Regions from separate parts of the Danio rerio genome. Here region 2 is linked to region 1. A link is a contact called in public HiCAR-type data. All regions are on one chromosome and are shown on one strand. Each heading gives the region's core, a stretch centred on a gene start, on an enhancer-like site or on the middle of the called end of the contact. The rest is flanking DNA. Distances are from core to core; before and after follow the strand shown.

Evidence for each region. HiCAR-type assays count read pairs that join an accessible place to other places.
Region 2: a HiCAR-type map of caudal fin shows a contact between it and region 1, with 5 times the contacts expected there. The contact joins the promoter of ston2 here to the promoter of foxn3 in region 1. A contact is called at or near these places in 1 of 18 Hi-C or Micro-C datasets (an unstated tissue) and 2 of 4 datasets of contacts at active chromatin or transcription factors (caudal fin and embryo).

What each region holds. Positions count from the first base shown.
Region 1 is chr17:17,825,294-17,829,061 of GRCz12tu, forward strand. foxn3 (forkhead box N3) reads left to right here and starts at 1,732. Exons shown (of 6, transcript NM_001045263.2): 1 at 1,732-1,912.
Region 2 is chr17:18,015,803-18,019,570 of GRCz12tu, forward strand. It overlaps ston2 (stonin 2), which reads left to right and starts at 2,125. Exons shown (of 7, transcript NM_001033743.1): 1 at 2,125-2,163.

The DNA.
Region 1 (3,768 bases), core at 482-2,981:
CTGTACATTCATGTACACAGTACCCCATGTACATTTCTTGAGAGTGAGCAAATTACATCCCAGGAAATCCAATAGAGGCCACTGTCGACTGACTAACTAACTGACTGACCAACCGACAGACCACCCCCACCCTCCCTCTTCCCTAAACCCAACCAATAGTGTTTTCAAAAGCATTGATTGACCCACCCACCTCATTCCCTAAACCAAACCAGTGCTTTCAAAATCATCGAATGACCCGTACACCCCTTTCCTAAACCCAACCAGTGTTTTCAAAATTATCAATTGACCCGCCCACCCCCTTCCCTAATCCCAACCATTATTTTCACACTCATTGATTGACCCGCCCATCCCCTTCCCTAAACCCAACCATTGTTTTCACAAGCATCGATTGACCCGCCCACCCCCTTCCCTAAACCCAACCATTGTTTTCACAAGCATCGATTGACCCGCCCACCCCCTTCCCTAAACCCAACCATTGTTTTCACAAGCATCGATTGACCCGCCCACCCCCTTCCCTAAACCCAACCATTGTTTTCACAAGCATCGATTGACCCGCCCACCTCTTTCCCTAAACCAAACCAGGGTTTTCAAAAACATTAATTGACCCACCCACCCCCTTCCCTAAACCCAACTGACAGTTTTCAAAAGCAATCCAGAAAAAGAAAAGTCCCCTGATTTTTACCACATTTTCAGATTTTACCACTTTCTCACCCTGTTATTTACTTGTTCATTTTATTTTTTGGCTTCTGTTTTTGTCTTCACCAGACTTGAACCTCGTCGTTGTCAACTCCACTTTGCATCTCAAGTTTGCCAAGGTACGTGTCGAGCTACCGGACAAACTAGTAACAGCGTGAAAGCCGTGGTCAAAGTGGTCAGCTGGTAAGTGAGAAAAGGAAAGCCATCATACCACCCTGTAGCGTTCATTTTAAAGACGAAATGCATCCATACACAGATCTGGCTACATAATTCACGATCTACAGAAACGTATATAGGGCTACAATTTCAGAATGAGCCTATGTTGGCTAGGACAGTAGAAAATATTAAGGAAAACTTTATATCAAATGTATAAATGTATAACATCAGTATTTAAATATGCAAAGAGCTATGAAGTTCAGTTTGTTAGACTAAGCCAAGACTCAAACAATATGTATGACTTAATTAATTAATTAATTAATTAAATAAATTATTGAATTATTAATTATTTTTTTTATTTGTTTATTTATGTCAGGTCAACATCTTTTAAACAAGATTTATTCAATTGAAAAATAATGACAAACTGTCTTTTTTGTTACAGAAATCGAATTTCTGTTTGATTAAGAAATATTTATTACCACATATGACATTTTTTTATATATTTCTAAAAAGCACGACACAGATTTCACAATAAATAAAAATATGAAAAAATACTAAAAATAAAGAAAAATGTTTGGATTTCTTATCATTAATATTTTTATTTACCATATAAAATGTTTCAAATTTACCAATAATATAAAAATTTTTCCTCCAGGTAATGCATGTTAATCATCTTTCCATCACTGTCCAACAACACACACTCCAACAGTGGATGTAGCACAGCGCAGGACTCCGCAGCCGTCTGTAGAGTGTAGCCCTGGGTTACACACCGAACAATGGCATTCTTTCAGTCAACACTGGAGACACTAGGACCCAGCGAGGCTCTTCCTTCCTCATCAGGCTCCCTTAGTTCCAGAGCACAGCAAGTGGTCTCAGAACAGAGTGCAAAGAGAGAGAGAGAAAGAGGGAGGGAGAGAAAAAAGCTCAGTGAATGTTAGAGCCAACTGTGGTCACTGCTGAAACACTGAATCTGAGAGAAATGGAGGGATTAACCAGTCGGATTTAAAAATCTGGAGCTCATGCAGAGGCAGCCAATCAGGGGACGATCTGGATTAAAAAGGTTTGTGTGTGTGATTGATCATTCTTGCTGTAATGTATCAGGGCTTTCGCTTTTTTGTCAGGAGTCAGCAGCCGGTGTGCGAGAGCATTCGTGGGCATATATAGACGCCGCTGGGAGCTCCGGGCTGGTGAGTCTAGTTACGCGTGGGACATGTGCTACTTACGCCAAGGATGAAATATTGTGACAGCAGACTCTGAAGGAGGGCACGCTCCTGTCACAGAGGAATGGAAGTCACTGCAGCTGTAAAGTGTGTTTTTGGAAGAGGTCTAGACCGGGAGCTTGTCTTCTCGCTCCTCTAGTAGACCGCTTGATGTTTTTCTTAGTGCCGATAATGTAACATCTGTCCCTCAGGGGGTAGGGCACTCTCTCCTGGCTGTTATTGTTTGTATTTGCTGTTCTCAAGTTCAGCACCCAGGGTTCTGCACAGGGAACTTTGCTCCGAGACTTGTCAACAAATACAGCAGAGTGAAGTTTGAATCGACGCTCGCTGGGTGGAAAACAAGTCAGAGCAGGGGAGAAGAAGTGAGCCACATCGCTTCAAGACGTTTCACCCGCTTAAACCAAGGAGACTGCTGGGAAACTATGCAGTGAGCTATTGCTTGTGTGTGTGCACTGGTTTTAGTGGTTTACAAGTACATAAATTTGTTTGACCTAGGTATTACAACGTTGAGATGGTTTATGAGGACATGACATGTGTCCTCATAATTCAAAATGCTTCAATTTCATATTTATATGCCACAGGTTTCCTTTAAGGGTGGGGTTTAGGGGTAGGATAGGCCACATAATAAACACTTTTTACAGTATAAAATGTATTATGACTATGGAGAGTCCTCATAAACCACCAAAACCAATGTTTGTGTTTGTGTGTACTTCCTAAAATGCTTAATTGTGTTCTTATTCTTTAGGATAAGCAGACTTAATCTTACCTCTGTGCTGCTCATTCCAGATTTTTAAAGCTGAGCTTGGAAATCAAATCTTTTTTTGTTGTAATCTGAGAGTTTTAAGTTGCAAGGCTTCGGTTCAGCTGTCTTTTCTGTGCACGCTTGCTTGGATACAACAGCTGAAAGTCCTGTGTTGGATGCATGCTCTGTGTTCTCTCAGTTCATTTGCATTCATGAGCATTAAGTTGTGCTCATCCACAGTCTGCTGTGGATTTATTGTCATTAGAGCTGGACTCTGGTAACTCTGGCCATTCTGCTGAGCTCTGAGCTTTTTGTGGTTGTCTGTCTGCAAGTCTCTTTGCCACAGTGCTATAGCAAGTTCTTTCTGGGAATCCGAGATGCTGAGTTTGTGTTTTCCACAAGAGTTTCCATTTTTGTCTGAAAAAAAAAAAAGTTCTGAAAATACCTTGATAGCAGTGTCCCTTTTGGAAGAAAAAAAAGCTTGTGGCATTGAAGCTGTTTTGCTGGAAAAAAATGTTGGATTTACAACCTAGCGTCTAAATGTTTCTATAAATATAACCCCTGCACAATCAAGGACAGATTTATTTTGTTTTAAGCAAACTGGCATGTCGTGCTGCGCTGTAAGTTTTCCCTGACCCTCTGTTTCCATGGCCCCCTCATGTGGCCGCTCTTCACTGCCTATAGCACGAGCTATCTCCGCCTATGAAAACACGGCACACGATTGGCTGATCCTGCAGATGCACAGGAAGTTCAGGGTTTCTAATAACCACCCAGAGACACAGTTACCATAGAGACAAAGATAAGCCCCCTTACTGAAAAAAAAGCCTGCATGTCATCACTGCAGCCTGCAGAAAGCGTCTGCTCTCTCTCTCTCTTCTGCCAGTTCTCCTATTAGCAGCTGCTCAAACAGTACAGCCCCTGCCTTATGAAGGTTGCCTCAGGTTTTCTTCTTTC
Region 2 (3,768 bases), core at 875-3,374, 190 kb after region 1:
ATTATGTACATCTCAACATGCGAAAGTGGTTCTCTGTTTTTTTATTGAAGCTATTTACAATACTTATCGATCCACAGAGTTTATAATGTAGTCAAATGTTTACAATACAAGCGCAGCCGTTTAGAGCATTTTTGGTTAATGATGTCAGAATTTAGCGGTATTTTGGAAAGGATGTGTGAATGATCTTTTCTGGGAAAATTCCATAACGTCCTTGCCTGTGTGAACAGCGCTTTTTTTATTTACAGGTAAAGTTGTTCCAGAAATTTTCAGAATATTTACTGGTATCACTGTGTGAAAAGGGCTAATGTCCCATGACGTTGGGGTACAAGGTCAATCTGACATCTTGTGCCTGCAGGGCATAGACATGAAGGTCAGTTCTATTTCTATATATTCATTCTGTTTTTTAGTAGACCTACTTCATTTTCTTTTTCAGCATTATTCATTTGCATCTAAATTATTTCTTCTAATAGAAAAGTTAATATCTGAACCAACGACTGTAGTCCCTCAGCACCTCTGAGCAGTTTTTCCATCTGGATCTGTAATCTGTAATCTCTGAAGACAAACATCTTCGTCAGCACAGTTTTACTCGAGGGCTCAGATGTTTGACTACAGTAATGACGTGATGACTGCTCTACGGGAGGGCAGATGCCCGTCCTCCCTGGCAACAGTGAGAAAGGCACAGGCGTCACTAGTAGTTATGCAACTCGCTCACACACTCACAAACGCGCGCGGGCACAGACAGCCGAGAGTGTGTGTGTGTGTGTGTGTGAGAGAGAGACTGAGAGGTTTCATTAAGGACTCCGAGAGCTCAGCAGGGGTCTCTGCCATTTCACGTACAGAGCGCCAGAAATCACCCCGCTGCTAATGCTAAAAATAAAGCTTTTCTTTCACTGACGGATGTGGTGGCTTGAAAGTTGTTTTTGTTTACACTTTTTTTTTTTTTTTTTTACTTTTTCGTTCTCTTGGGTTCCCAGGAAAAGGTCCCTGGCTTTTTTCAAAGCATGACAGGTTGATAGACAGGAATGGGTTCAAAGAGCCTGTAACCAACACACAGCTGTCTGAGGTCTTGGTGATCATACAGTTTGATAGACCTACCTGTGGATTGAAAGTAAGGTTTCAGTCCTCAGGAAAAATGAAATCTGGAGGCTTTTGGAAGATATATATGCACTGGCCTGCTTCTTGTTATACATAAAAAAACACAACAGGACTATATTTATCTGATTAACGCTTTTTATATCATATTATTTCCCAAAATCAATCTCTTAGAGTTCATTGCAACATAAGGCGTTATAAGAACTTTGTCGCCCCCTATTGGAGACACTTACGTTTTGCAATTTACATAATTCAGAAATGCATAAAAATTAAATAAAACATAAAAACAGGTAATTCGATTACAGTTAATGTATGTAATATGTAGCAATGATAAAATACCTTCCTACGAATAATGATGTTAAAAGAGAAATATACAAGCTACTAGATAGAGTGCATAGCCAAAACTGATATGCTAAGACACACATACACCCCAAAACAATAATTTACATCCAGCAGACGGAAAAACGTGTGCTGATTAGACGTAAATACATTAACAAATGTAAATCTATGACCGTGTTCAGTCTTTTAAAGAATGCCCAGAAACAAAAATACTCACTGAAATCGTTTCAAAATAACACACTAACAATTCAAAATAAAATATGGAGTAGTGTTTACCAGTAACTTTGATGATTCTTTACTCAATAATTTTACAAAATTAAACTTGATTTAATGTGAGATTTTATCAGCATCTTTTAATGATTTTGTGTTATAATATAATATAATATAATATAATATAATATAATATAATATAATATAATATAATATAATATAATATAATATAATATAATATAATATAATATAATATAATATTCATCATTTATGAAATCCATTTTTACTCCCCTCGTGATTATGTTTGAGAAAAACTTTCTGAGATGTTTCACCTAGCTCACTCCTGATTGGTTATTTGAATCAGCGCTGCTTTAACAGTCCAATCGTATGGATTTTAAGGTGGAGCATCGAACAGCGCTGTTACAACCGTCCAATCAGCTGCGAATAAGGTGTGGCATTGTAGCAGATTCACCGGGAGCGAGTGAGAGCTACAATCTGCTTAGGCTCAACAACACGATATCGGTATGTAAATATTCCCATACACTTCTTTTTGTCTGGTCGCTGTGTTTTTTACACTATCTCTGACTTAATTCGGTTAAGAATTGTGACATATTTCGAGGGATACATATTCATTGTTAAATAATATAAGTTATATAAGTTACCATGAAACTATGTCTCACAATGTTGCAACAACAGGTTGTCGGAAGCGCGTGTGCTTTGTTTACATTGCTAGCAGGATATGTGTAGTACGTGGCAAAAAGTTATCAGATGTCAGAACACAGAGATGCAATATGTTTGGATGTGAAGTGGATGTAATAAGAATAGCTTTCTAGTTGTTTATGTGTGTAATTGAAGCTCGTCTCACTCATTAAATAGCATATCACAGCAGTTTGTTGTTGTGATCAGCACAGATTGAGTTGATAATGAAAGGAAAAGATCATATCTGTACAGTTCTTTTGAGATATATTTATTGAGATATTGAGATATTATTATTACCAATTTAGTGCTTTCTGCTGTTGATAATTTATAATTTTATAAATAAAAATATATACAAGACCTGTACTTTGTTGTTCAGCTCTGCAGTATGTTATGATTAAATATAGCATGTTTATCTATTGTTGTGGCATTTTGATTTGGATCAATGTTATATAAAATGTCTCTGTATATTCACATACTTTTTTTATTATATACATTTAATGTTTAGTAAAATAACTTATTGTTGTACTAAATCATGTTTTAGTTTGAAATTATTGTACAATATTCCTTATTTTTGGCTATATATCTAAATGAATTAAATTAAAATGGTGCATTCTAACTGCGGTACAGAAAAGTGCACCTTTACTCTTTTGATGTTTGACAACACATTTTATTTTTTTACCCAAATTCAGAATTTTGAAGGGTTCACCAGTTATATTGAAGACCTTTCGATAAAATTTTTTAACCAAGTGTTTAATGGGTTATGGGATTGTCTTAAAGTAATGCAATCAGAAGTATTATAAATGTTTTGTATGTTTTCTTAATTTCAGTAGTGAATATATAAATCTTAAAAGGATGATGACTCATGCTGCATTGCACAAATTTGTATCCAATCAGATGCTTTCAAAAGCAAATCTGACATTAAATCAAACAAATCAGTGCTTGGTATGCAAATGTACTTTAGTAACATATTTTAGTTGTTGAATAGCTATGGTACTTTGGCAGCAACTGGTTACCATGGAAAATGTTCAGCTCCTCAGGGATCGGTGAAACTGAAACTGCTGTGAAAGCATGTGGAGGTGGTGGTGGTTGCAGTGTTTTTGTTTTGAATAAATGTATGAATAACATGGCATGTCAGAAACTTTTGTCTTGCTGACTCATAGCTAGAACTGGGCTTGTACAGTTAAAACAACCTGAAACATTCATATCCTTGTTGAGATTCGACAGGCTTCTAAACGCTACTTTTAAAACTAAAAATTTACTTATTGATCAACTTTTAATAAATATGCCATTTTATGTTGAGGAATAATGCATAGAAAATTATAATTTGCCAGTGCTGTGGATTAAGGGCAGGGTTGCCAGGTAAAATAAGCTCAATAATATAAAAAGTCAAAATATGCCGCCAGAAATTCTAAAATACCCATTTTGCAT